Linked DNA regions of Arachis hypogaea: region 2 is linked to region 1. A link is a contact called in public Hi-C data. All regions are on one chromosome and are shown on one strand. Each heading gives the region's core, a stretch centred on a gene start, on an enhancer-like site or on the middle of the called end of the contact. The rest is flanking DNA. Distances are from core to core; before and after follow the strand shown.

Region 1 (6,180 bases), core at 2,790-5,289:
GTGAAATTTCACTGGATGTAAATTTACTTACTCTTGATTCCAAGTTCATCAAAATTGCAGATTTTGTAGCCTGTTTGGCACGATCCAGCTGTATCTGGTCAACTGCATATAGAACCCAAAGAATAAGCATAAAGCTTCCCATATGAAGGTTGTAACCAAAAAGCAAAATATTAGTCATGCGAATTGAATAGCTTAACAGAATACCCTGTCCAGATGTAGCAACTGCAAGAAGCTCATTAACTGTTATATCGATGGCTTTTGATACAAAATCCGAACCCTAACACATAAGCACATATATAATCTTATGAATATTATGATACATAATTATAATGAATATTATTGTATATTGAGCAGGGAAAGGAAACTTCAATATTTCCAGAAATCATGATACAGGATGCATAGGATCTTACTGTTGTAACTTGGATACCAAATATGCCTGTGTTATTGTAAATATTGTTGAATGCTGAAATAGAATGAACTTGTGGATATTCATTCAGAACTCGGAGATCTGCATATGATAAACACAAGATGTTATGGTAAAAAGATTTTGAAAAGAACACGTTATAAATGAAGTCTTGACCAGCATAAATATTCGGCCACTGTATGTAAACCAGCAGCAGTTGTTTCATTCTCTGTTCCTGCTGAACAACTTAAGCTATGGACCCAGATGTTACTGAATAGATAGAACTTACATAGCCGTGAATACATTCCTTTACCAGGTCCGCCAGCAGAGAATGATCCACCACCTCCCAGTAGCATCTACATTCAAGTAAGATAATGGTCATTTCCAAAATCAATATGCTGGACTACAATGAAAAAAGAGCAATGCTACATGACCAACAAAAACGATCATTTGTAGTCAATACTTGACCAACACTCTACCCTAAGTAATCAATTCTAAACACTAAACCCTAAATTCTAATAGTATAAAAATAAGGTATTGGCTAAAAGTGTTGGCCTCCTAACATGTCTCATGAAAGAAACCACCAAAATGGCAACAAAGTTTAAGGAGCCAACTAAATATACATTCTTTGGCATACCTGAAGAACAGTTAAGACCATAGCATCCTTCAACTTATGCCAGCCACCAGGAAGTTCAAATGCAAGAGCAAAGTGGGTCCTCTGGCCATTCAAAATGTTAGATTTGACACACATTTCTTCACAAGTGACAAGTGTAATAATAAAAATATGAAAAGAACAAAATTATAAATATATTTTTCTGATGCATACTCCTGATTCAGTGTGGCATCTATAATCACCACCAGTATATACAGATTTGGGCTCCTCTGGACGCGGGACGTTGGGTAGGTCAGACAAAAGCGGTTCTGCAATAGATAACAATTCCTCATGCTCAACACCAGAAGCAGCAAGTACTATCCGAGGTGCCGTATAGTTTTCCTGATGTTAAATAAAAAATGGTCTGAAAATGAGATAAAGAACAGCTCAAAAAATATTTAAATGCTTTAGAAGCATCAATTTGAGAACTTACGGCAACAAATTCCTCCAGAACTGAACCATTTAGTCCGTTAAGTGCCGATTCTGAAGCTAAAAGAGGATTCGCCAAGGCACCAGAATATCCAGCAGAATGAATCGCTTCCAAAAGCAAGTCTTGAGGATTTTTGGAAGCTTCACCAACCTCGGCCTTCACTTTCAGAAGCTATATATGGCAGAGGACAAGCATAAAGCTTCTAAGTTAGAAACATCCCACCACACTCAACCTTCTTTTACACTACTGCCCTTTATTTCCAGCTAAACCCAACACAGCAGCCTTTCACTATTTATTATTGGGTTTTGCTAACTTGTACCCTAAGGACATAGGTTAAGCATATTATAAAAGGAAATGTTTTATAAAAGTTATTGCAAAAATTAATTTTTTTTTACATTTTCAATGTATTGAATACATAAAAAATATTAATAAGTTTCTATTATTATATTTTAAAAATGTACCCTTAGGGCACAACTTAGTTGAATCCTTTATTATTATTGGCATAATTCAACTTTCAAATCACACACCAGGCATTATAATCATACACAACTAAACCTAATTTCTTTCAAGACCACATCAACAAACTACATCCTATTACTGCCTCCCAAGCAAGGCTCACATTCACTGGACTATACTATCATTGAATATATCTGTTAGAAGTTCGAACTACTTTCATATAGACCACTAATTTCAGTTTCAGATAGCACCGTTCTAAACAGTGTGAATAGTATAAAAATAAAAAACACCATCAACAGAAGCATTTGAGAAGGATATGGGAACGTACCTGCTCATTGACCTCCCAGTCAAGAAAGACAGGGTTCCTGACACAATCAACAAGAAGCTCGACCATTTCGGGAACATGAGTCTTGAGAGCATCAAAGGTGTAACCCATCTGCTCCCTGGAAGCAGAGGCCTGCACAATGCCACCAATGGCCTCTACCTCACGAACCACCCGAAAGTGAGTCCTGTTTCTAGTGCTCTTGAAGGCCATTCGCTCTAGCAGATGTGTTGCCCCAAATGTTAAAGGAGTCTCATAGATTGAACCACAATCCACATACAAACCAATTGAGGCTGCAGGACTCTGAACAAGCAGCACAAAGCCCTCAGCACATTACTAGAATCTATCCTATCTATCAAAGAATGCCCAAGAGAGAACACACATACCGCGGAAGTTTCGGAGGCAAGCTTGATTCCATTTGGGAGGGTAGTGATGATGGTTTTACCGGGGGCAACGTGATCGGGCAATGGAGAGGGGAGGGTCACTCCGGGAAGGGGGAAATCCAGAGGGGGAGCAGAGCTGGATCCGCCGCCGGTGAGCCACCCAAACAAGCCACCCAACGGAGATGATTTTGTTGTGGCAACGGAGCTCGAACTTGCGAATCTAGCAGTAGCAGGTAGCCTGCTGATGGAACGCGCCTATTCTCGTAGGATTGAAATCAAAGTTAGTTAAGAAATAGTAGAAGTTAAATCAGTTCTGAGAGTAGACTAAGGATTGAACCGAATCGAATGGCAAGAGAGATGAGAGCGGTAACTAACCCTCAAGGCCCTAAGGCGTGAAGCAGCGTTCCTGTACATTGTGCCAAGACAATCGCGATCAATGAGTGAATGACTGAGGCTTCTTCTCTCTTCTGTCTTCACTCTCCTCTTTGCTTTTGGACTTTGGGCCTCTTCTCTCCTCCAACCTTGCCCTAGACCCAGCCCATTTCATTTTCATCTTCAGACTTCAATCAATCAAAAACTTTTTTTAATGATGGATTATTTATCATATTTAAATAATCTGGGAATATAATTGAGTGGAAGAAAATTATCTCACTTCACTTCAAATATGAACCACTTTTTTCCTTCTTTAAAGTTCGAATTAATTATTCTATCCTTAAGAATGTAACAATAGATATTTTCTTTGAAAACCATAAATGTAACTAAATTCTATCTTTTATCTGCCGACACTTTGTTTAATAGTAGCAAAGAAGCAGAGATATATAACATTTGAAGTAGTTGTAAGTGTTTAAAGAAAATATAAGGTTTTTCTATTGTTAAAATGTGTGCATAAATCATTATAATGTAGTTGCATAAGCACTTAGGCTGCATTTGGTTTTCAATAACAGAATAAAATATGATATTAAAAATAAAAATACAAAAATTAATATTTTATATTTTATTTGATAATAAACTGAATATAAAATAAAACAAATAATAAAAAATTTAATTTATCTTCTTTATTTTCTTCATACAAAATTTAAAAAAAAAACAATAAAAAATTTGTGTTTTGTATAGTATTTTTGTGTTTTTTATTAGAAAAAACAAAAAATATTAATTTATTATCTTAAAACATAATATTTTTATCTATATTCTATATGTGAAACACAATTTTATATTTTTATATCTTATGTCATATTAATGTAACATTTAACTGGTCTACTTTGCCTCCTTCCTACATCTTCAAGTCCATGGGAATGTTAACGTCGTTCAACACTTCAACGTCTTCTGCTGTCAATATTGAACACCCCAAATAAATACTTCTACTTAAACACTACAATAACTCTTTAGAAAAGTAGAGAAATGTTTTAAAGTTGTTGGTTATTGAAACAAACTATATATAAAAGCTGTTGGAGAGCCAGTTTTCTTCTTTAATTGTAGTCATGTAATGTAACAATATATTTTTTGGTGACGGTGTCAAGTAATAATATACAATCAGATGTTTATGTAAAAAAATTTCTCATATATCTTTTATTTATTCATTTTTTAATATTTTAATTTAATGTTTCCATTAGCAGCCGTCGCTCCTTTAATAGACTAGTCACCTCATTCCTCAAACTCCAACAATTTAGGGCGGCCATTTCTCTAGCAGCCGTTTTATTTTAGGTCATAAATAATTGAATAATTTAATCATACCTTTTTGACCCCATGAATAAATCATATTTGTGTATTATAATGATAATTTCAACCCGTAGGAAAGAAAAATAACGTTCCCATATGCATAGGGTAGTATTTATTTTTTGCTATGAAAAGCCAAAGCAGCCGTGAGTTTTTGGAACCTTGAGTTTGGGTTTGGTGGCACTCTTCTCCGACTCTGTTTCCTACTATCTTTGACTTTGACTCTGATTTTTATTTTGATTTTGATGAGTAATAATAGTAGTAATTTATTATTTTATTTTTGTTTACTATAAATGAGAGCTTCATGTGATCCACTCGTTATTCCGTTTAACCAGAAACATTAGTTTAGGTTGTGTTTATGCTTATTGCCTTATTCATTGAATCCTTCTTGAATTGTGAACAAGAGAAGACAAACCGCATTTGCGACTTTGAGGGATGGGTTCGTCAGTGAATTCGAAACCGAAGGTGATCAAGGGCCCCGCTGGCTATGTTCTTGAGGATGTTCCTCATTTCTCAGATTACATCCCTGAGCTTCCTGTACGTATATCTATGCATCATGCACAATCATTTCTCTCTTTCTTTTTCTTTTTCTCATAACAACAAATGTGTTGTTGGCAGACACATTCTAATCCTCTGCAAGACAATCCCGCTTACTCAGTTGTCAAGTAAGTTTCAGAACTTGCCCTTCTTTCTTCTTCTATCGTAATTTCATATCTTGAATTCTTCGCTTTTTTCTCTTGCCAGGCAGTATTTCGTGCACGTCGATGACAGTGTTCCTCAGAAGGTTGGAATCATTAACAATTACGCTTTCTTCAACCGCATTGATATACGGAACTATGTAACTGTAACTGCTTTTCCTTCATTTCCACACAGATAATTGCTCACAAAGATAGTCCAAGAGGGGTGCATTTTCGGCGTGCAGGACCCCGTCAAAGGGTATGTGTTTCTGTATATATCTCTGTTGAATTTGATAGAGTGGTGGTGCTTATGCATGCAGCATGTTGATGTTGTTAGGTGTATTACGAAGCAGATGAAGTTCAAGCTGCTATTGTGACATGTGGGGGTCTATGCCCTGGTCTCAACACCGTTATCAGGGAATTAGTATGCGGCTTAAACAACATGTATGGCGTCAAGAAAGTTATGGGAATCAATGTAAGTGATTATTGATTGTTATATATATTTGACGAGGATTATTGAGTAATAATTGGTCGAACTAATTAATGAAGGGAGGATACAAGGGTTTCTATGCACACAACACAATCGCACTGACTCCAAAAAGCGTGAATGACATCCACAAGCGTGGGGGAACCGTGCTTGGTTCATCAAGAGGAGGACATGACACCACTAAGATAGTTGACAGCATTCAAGATCGTGGAATCAATCAGGTCTATATCATTGGAGGAGATGGAACTCAGAGAGGTGCTAGCAGGATTTTTGAGGAGGTTAGAAGGCGTGGTCTCAAAGTTGCTGTTGTAGGAATCCCCAAAACCATAGATAATGACATCCCGGTACATATAGATTCTTTTTCTATTCCTTAATGGTCTTTTGTGTATTTCAATTCTTTTAACTAACTTGGCAAATGCTTTTCTGGATAGGTTATTGATAAGTCATTCGGGTTTGACACAGCTGTTGAGGAGGCTCAACGTGCTATAAATGCAGCACATGTTGAAGCTGAGAGCATTGAGAATGGCATAGGTGTTGTCAAGCTCATGGGAAGATACAGTGGTAATTTTCTAGAATCATCACATCAGCATACTCTTATATTTTGTTTTAATTAATGTGGTTAGCAAGCCTGATATTTTGTAATGAATGGTGCAGGGT
Region 2 (6,432 bases), core at 3,642-6,141, 150 kb before region 1:
GAGGATTCCAACAACAATAACCCTTGTGTTCAGTGCCATAACCAAGGAAACAACACATACGAGCCCTAGGTTCAAGTTTACTATGTTTATGAGGCTGAAGAAGAACAAAACAGACACAACCGAAAATTCGAAGAGAACTGTAATCTGGAGAGGTATGATAAAGACGCTCAAAGGGAGTAACGTTACCAAGAACAAAAGAATGAAGTCTATTGATAACATGAACAGCAGTAAGAACAGCTTCACCCCAAATACACTTAGGACACGAAGAAGAAAGAAATATTGCACGAACAGAGTCAAGAATGTGACGGTGTTTGCATTCAACTCGTCCATTTTGTTCCATAGCATTGTCGCGTCAAAAAACCTTAATGACCTTGAAAAACTAAGTTTTAATCATAGTGGCAAAGTTAATACAAATCTGAAGTAACTCATGGCGATTAGTCATCAAATAAACCCAAGTAAAGCGTGAATAATCATCAATGAAAATGACAAAGTATCGAGCTCCTCCCATAGAAGCAGTAGGAGCGGGGCCCCAAATATCAGAGTGGATAAGATCAAAAGAAGAGCAAGCAAGAGAGGAATTATTGGGAAAAGATAAAGCAGGTTGTTTGGCAGTTTGACAAAAAATACAATCAAAAGACTCATTAGGAACATGACCCAAAACACCCTGAAACACAAGAGGACGCAATTTTCCTAAGGAGCTGTGGGCAAGACATTTATGCCATAAGTGAAGGGTAGATGGAGAAGAAGCAGCACCGAGATTTGGCACAGGAGGAATATGAAGATTCTCGAGTTCAAACAACCTTCCGACCTTACGTCCAATCCCGATGATTTGTCCCGTCCGACGATCCTGTACACGACAACTAGAAATGGAAAAAATGACATCAAAATCCTTATCAACAAGTTGATCAACAGAAATAAGATTAAAGTTCAATTTGGGAATATAATACGTATCAGGGAGATTAAGAGTCAACTGGGAGATAGAACCCTTTGTGTGTTGAGTGCAAGAGGGAACTATTAGCAGTATTGACAGAAGGTGCATGTGTAGTGGTAAACAGAGACGAGAAAATCTTACGCAACGGAGACATGTGATTAAAGCAACCCAAGTCAAAATACCATTTAGAATTATTTGGAGGAGTAAAAAAAGCAGCAGGGGTATTACCAGAAAGCAAGAGAAGATGCTGAAGAAGAGATGCAATATCAGATAGAGAGACAGGAGACGGGTTGAGAGGAGCAAATGTGGTAGATTCAGTAGTAGTAGCAACAGCAGAAGCAGGCACAATCTTGGAGAAGTTGGGACGAGAATGATACTTGAGTTGATCAGGACGTGATGGGTGAGTAGGACAGGTAGTAATCAAATGTCTCGAGAGCTTGCAATAATGGCAGAACAACTGTGAACAATGGTAGCTAATGTGACCTTTTTGGTGGCATGTACGATATTCAACAGAAGGACAGTCGGAAAAGAGGTGTCTGGAACGGTTATAGTTTCGACAGAATTTACCCTTTCTGTCTGTGGTAGCAAAAATCTTACTTTCTCATAATAGTAGACACAAAGATCAAAGGGAGGAGAGAAAACTGTAATTTCGGAGCAGAAAATAAAAAATCGGAGTGCAAAATTGGAAAGAGCTCGCCAAAAATCTTAAGGAGGGTCCCACTGTTTGCCACATCAACATCCACGTCAGTAGATGGATGCCACGTGGCGACGTTTGAGTGGAGGGGAATGCATGCTGGTGAGTGAGTTGGAAAGCGGGTCAAGTGTCGAACCGGGTCGGGTCCAGACGCGGGCTGCCAGGTCAGCACAGAGCAAATAGGGGCAACACATGGAGAGCGTTGGGCCGTTGATCGCGGAGCCCAATCTGACGGCGCAGGATGAATCTGGAAGGACAAGAATACTGGTCACGGCAGCGTCTTGCGGCGACGCATCTGGTGGCGAATGACGGTGAATCTGGATGCGTTAGAATTACGACGACAAGACAAACATGGTGAGAATGGCTGTGACGAATCAAAGCATTAAAAAAATATTGAAAAACGAAGCTAAAGAATACTGTTAGAGGAGAAGAAACAAAGGGGTTATAAATGAATTTACATAAAAAAAAAAATCCTATGCTCTTGATACCATGTTAGAAACAGAGAACAATTTAAAAGAGTGTCTATTCAGATTATAAAAAAGTACAATATACAAGGAGTATATATAAATACTAGAAAAATTAGAATAATAAAAATATTTAATCTTATAATTAATATATAAATATAAATAATATTAATTAATAATTAATTTAATATTGATTCTAATTTATTTTCTAACAATTTTACTATAATTTAGTTATTTTAGTTGAAGCAGAGTCTAATTAATTAAACTTCTAAACTGACAAACTAATAACGAGAGCTATGTGATTACCAATTCAATTTCTCATAGTAAAGTCGGAAGTGAGAGAAAGAGAAAAACTAACCTAGGCAGGGAGTGAAAATCAATTTTCCTTTTTATTAGTTGGGTCCAAATCAAGTTATTGGTGTTCAGTGTTTACAGCTTGAATATTAATTCACTAGTAAGATATGGTAAGAAAAAGACTGCAAACAAAATTTTCTAAGTTAATGAACTAATTTTTTCGTTCAATAATTAGCGAATAAAATAATAAATAAAAAAAATAAAAAATGAGAAAAATATTATTAACTAATTGTTGATCGAAAAAGTTTTTTCGTTCTATTTTTTTAGTTAATAATTAATCAACATTTTTTTCCTTTCTATAACAACAATTTTAAACCATTAACTTTTATTCATCTACAATTTGTTAATTGGTAATTTTTATTTTAAAAAAAAATAGTTCCTTATCGAAACCATTTTAACAAATAGTTAAAGAAAAAAAAATATTGGATCGTCTATATAATAGAGAACTAGTGGTACATAACCCAATAAACTTGTCCCAGCAAAGTAATGAAAATTTAGTGGTGATCACAATATAAGATAAATATAAAAATATTAATTATCTAATATTTTTTTTTAACTTTTAAAAATAAATATGGTTATGTAGTTTGTTTTGGGAATTTAGTCAGTAGTGACGTCTTGATTAAGTCATGGTGTGCATAATAATCGCCTAAACTGCAATGCACATTATATATGGGGTGTAATGGAGGGTCCTAAATTACAAAACGCGAATTAATCATGGTTTTTTTTTGGTGACAATTAATCATGGTTTAACCACCACAATAATGCAGTAGGTTGGTCTTTTGTGTGCTTGCAAGGATTCAGTGCCACTGGCCAGGAAAAGGTCAATAATTAAAGGAATGGGAATAGATACAACATAGAAGGCAAATCAAATCAAATCAAAACCAAGGTTGGTCCACGGATATGTGCTTCGTTGGACCATATTACGGTCCATCATACATACCAATAATCTTGAACCAAAATATAATTACAACCTTAATAGCCCTGTGTCTATCTGTATGTGTCTACCAACTTTGTTTCTTTTCCATATTTGAAGCTGGCAAAATCACTTTCATTTATAAACATACAGACAAAGAGGCAAACTTAATTATTCCATGCTTGGAATTTCTGACCTATTCTAGTTGCTTAGTTCATTGCAATAGAGAAGGCTTACCGGATCTAAGACTTTAGTTAGTAACGATTTAAAGGCATAATAACAACTAATTACGCTAACAGTATTTATATGTTAATATCTAATTCTGGAAGAGCATTATTATTCGCTTTCTCAGGGCACTTTAATGCAGGGCAAATTTGTTGCTGGATGCTTGGATCGATCACTCACATCAAAATATTTTTATATAAAAATAACAGTTAAAAATATTTTAAATAATTTAATGTATTTAATTAGATTAGTTAATATAATATATGTCAATATTTTAATTATTATATTCATCAAATATTTTTATTATATCATCTTCTTAGGCAGTTACGCTCATGGAGTTGGAGACGTTAGAGATCAAGCATTGGATGTAATGTGTCACATTCCCTTGGTTTAGGATCCACATATATTATTACTCTGAATTTTATTTTATATTTTATATATTTAATACCTTGAAAATACTCCGATCTATGAATTATTCTTTTACTTTTTAATAATGATTTGGAGTTTTCCATGTTCTCTTAAAGTAACAAGACTATAAATTAAACCTTTGTTCTACTTTTCTGTAATTCATTACAATAACTAAATTATTCAAAAAATGAATTGTCTTATAGTTTCTGACTAACATGTGAAAATAAAAAAATTGATTCATTTGTTGTATGTAGGGGAACAGATTTGTCACCTCTCGATCAGTAAGCATGCCATTGTAGATGCTGATAAATTGAATAAAAAAAACAACAGTTGAATAAAGATAGAAGCTAATTAAGAAGAAAATTACCTAGTAAAGAAAAGCAATGGTTTAAGAAAAGCAAAGTGATAGGACATATTGGTTGCAACAACATAAGCAGCTAAACTAAAACCCCAGAACCAGAACCTTGAATGGTGGGGATCAGTCTGTACAATTAAACATTTAAAGCAGGTGACTTGATGAGTTTGTTAATAACCAGTGTTACTGGTATATGTTTAGGAAGCAGTAGTAGTTGTAATTGAGAATGAATAATGACATGCATGAATAGACGTGACATTGGGCATAGGCAATCCGAAGAAGCAAGAAGCGTCAGCAGCTGGCAAAGGTTAAGTAATTGGTTTGAAGTTTGAAGGGGAATGATGAATGGTGAATTTAGCGTGGGTAAATAAGGGAGGGTAGCGTAGAAAGGCAACAAAGATTAAGAAGTAGGGTTATTACTTATTAATGAGAGAGGATAGGAGACTCCAACAGGGACATGCTTGCCTTTGCCTCCCATGCTCCCATCATAGGGATTACGGGGTGAGAGGGCCCCACCGCCACTGCTTAATCAAAACAGCTAAGTAACATATCACCCTCGCTAACTCTATATCTAAGCCCTCAGCTTCTGACTTGGAATTGACAACCACCAACAACACATAAATACACTATCTGGTAGCTCCTAGCAAGAATCCAATGGATCCGTACCCATTCTTACGCCTCACCATTGATTCACTCGCTCTCAAGCTTCCTTCTCCCACCAAACCCTCTCCCCTCTCCGGCGTCCACCCTTCCACCACCCCTTGCTTCTGCACCATTCACGCCAAGTCCCTCCCTTCTCAAACCGCTCTCCTCCCTCTCTCTTCCAACTCTACCCCCGAAACCACCACCTCTGCCCCCTCCTTCCACCTCGACTCCACCGCTCTCCGCCGCCTCTCCGCCAAGCCCCTCCCAATCACCATCTCCGTCTACAATGGCCGGATGTCCCACACCTGCGGGCTAAGCGCCGCCAAGCTCCTCGGCCGCGTGGTTGTCACCGTTGACCTTGCCAATGCACTGTCTCGCCCCATGACCTTCCACACTGGCTGGCTCAAGCTGGCCAAGAATAGGCATCGAGAGGAGAACAAGCCATGGGCCCGGCTTCACGTGGTTGTCCGCTCTGAACCGGACCCTCGGTTCGTGTTCCAGTTCGGGGGCGAACCGGAGTGCAGCCCGGTGGTTTTCCAGATTCAGGGGAACATCAGGCAACCCGTTTTCAGTTGCAAGTTCAGTGCCGATCGCAACCACCGATCCAGGTTCTGCTTCTATCCAATTCTCTTACTTCATTAGGCTCTGGTCACGTTTTCATGTGTGTTGAAAGGAACAATACATTATGCAAGTACTTGGTTTACAAAAATAATTTCTCTTCAATAATAGTGAAAACAACATATATACATTGTAAGGATTAGACATGTGGGCGGGCTGGCATGTCGATGTCGATCTATATTCACATGGTACCTGGTACCCTCCCATGTATGTATGTTGTTCATATCTCATTTGGTGGATATCTTCTCCGCCACCTCATTCTATTTCTTCATTCCTCATCAAACCAGATATTTTCATTTCTATCTGTCTCATGCAAACCACCACCATTCTTTTAATGCTTCTATTAGGAGTCCCGCTAGAAAGACAATGAGGTATCTATATGATATGTATAATAGCTGTTTATTTGACTCAATATGTATTAATAATGTAAATTAAACATTATTATTCCTAATTTCTAGTTACTTGTTCAGTTTTGTGATATCTACCCCTAATTTACTTCAAATTCTTTCACATTAACCCTTTATCATCCACCGTTACCCTACCTCAAAAAAACCCATTGTTTGTTCCGCAGAAAAATACTCCTTTCTCTGCCACCCCACCGTGTACGCAGCAACCTGCATCCCACCGTTCTGTTTATGCACGATGTATAGCCTCTGTTCCTTCTCCGCCTCCTCGCGCCAACGCCCTCGCCGAAAGAACCTCCGTCACTCTTCACAGGGCCGAACATCCGTGACCTGCAACTGTCAGCGTCGCCGACGTGAGTTGTAGCTCCGAACCCCGCACTCGCGTCATTTCAGTGCTAGCCTGCTGCCTGGGTCTTGTTGA

Evidence for each region. Hi-C and Micro-C count contacts between places; a contact is called where the count stands out from the background.
Region 2: a contact with region 1 is called in a Hi-C map of an unstated tissue, with 2.2 times the contacts expected there. The contact joins the promoter of LOC112738018 here to the promoter of LOC112738012 in region 1. A contact is called at or near these places in 2 of 8 Hi-C or Micro-C datasets (leaf and an unstated tissue).

Annotation. Positions count from the first base shown.
Region 1 is chr13:34,270,607-34,276,786 of arahy.Tifrunner.gnm2.J5K5, reverse strand. It overlaps LOC112738012 (ATP-dependent 6-phosphofructokinase 3), which reads left to right and starts at 4,039. Exons shown (of 11, transcript XM_025788229.3): 1 at 4,039-4,896; 2 at 4,978-5,024; 3 at 5,104-5,143; 4 at 5,233-5,295; 5 at 5,374-5,511; 6 at 5,586-5,867; 7 at 5,955-6,084; 8 at 6,178-6,180. The coding sequence starts at 4,795. It overlaps LOC112738013 (mitochondrial-processing peptidase subunit alpha), which reads right to left and starts at 3,389. Exons shown (of 13, transcript XM_025788230.3): 1 at 3,022-3,389; 2 at 2,650-2,901; 3 at 2,270-2,566; 4 at 1,489-1,656; 5 at 1,230-1,397; 6 at 1,041-1,121; 7 at 693-759; 8 at 411-508; 9 at 205-277; 10 at 32-102. The coding sequence starts at 3,060.
Region 2 is chr13:34,419,324-34,425,755 of arahy.Tifrunner.gnm2.J5K5, reverse strand. It overlaps LOC112738018, which reads left to right and starts at 4,891. Exons shown (of 2, transcript XM_025788240.3): 1 at 4,891-5,597. The coding sequence starts at 4,999.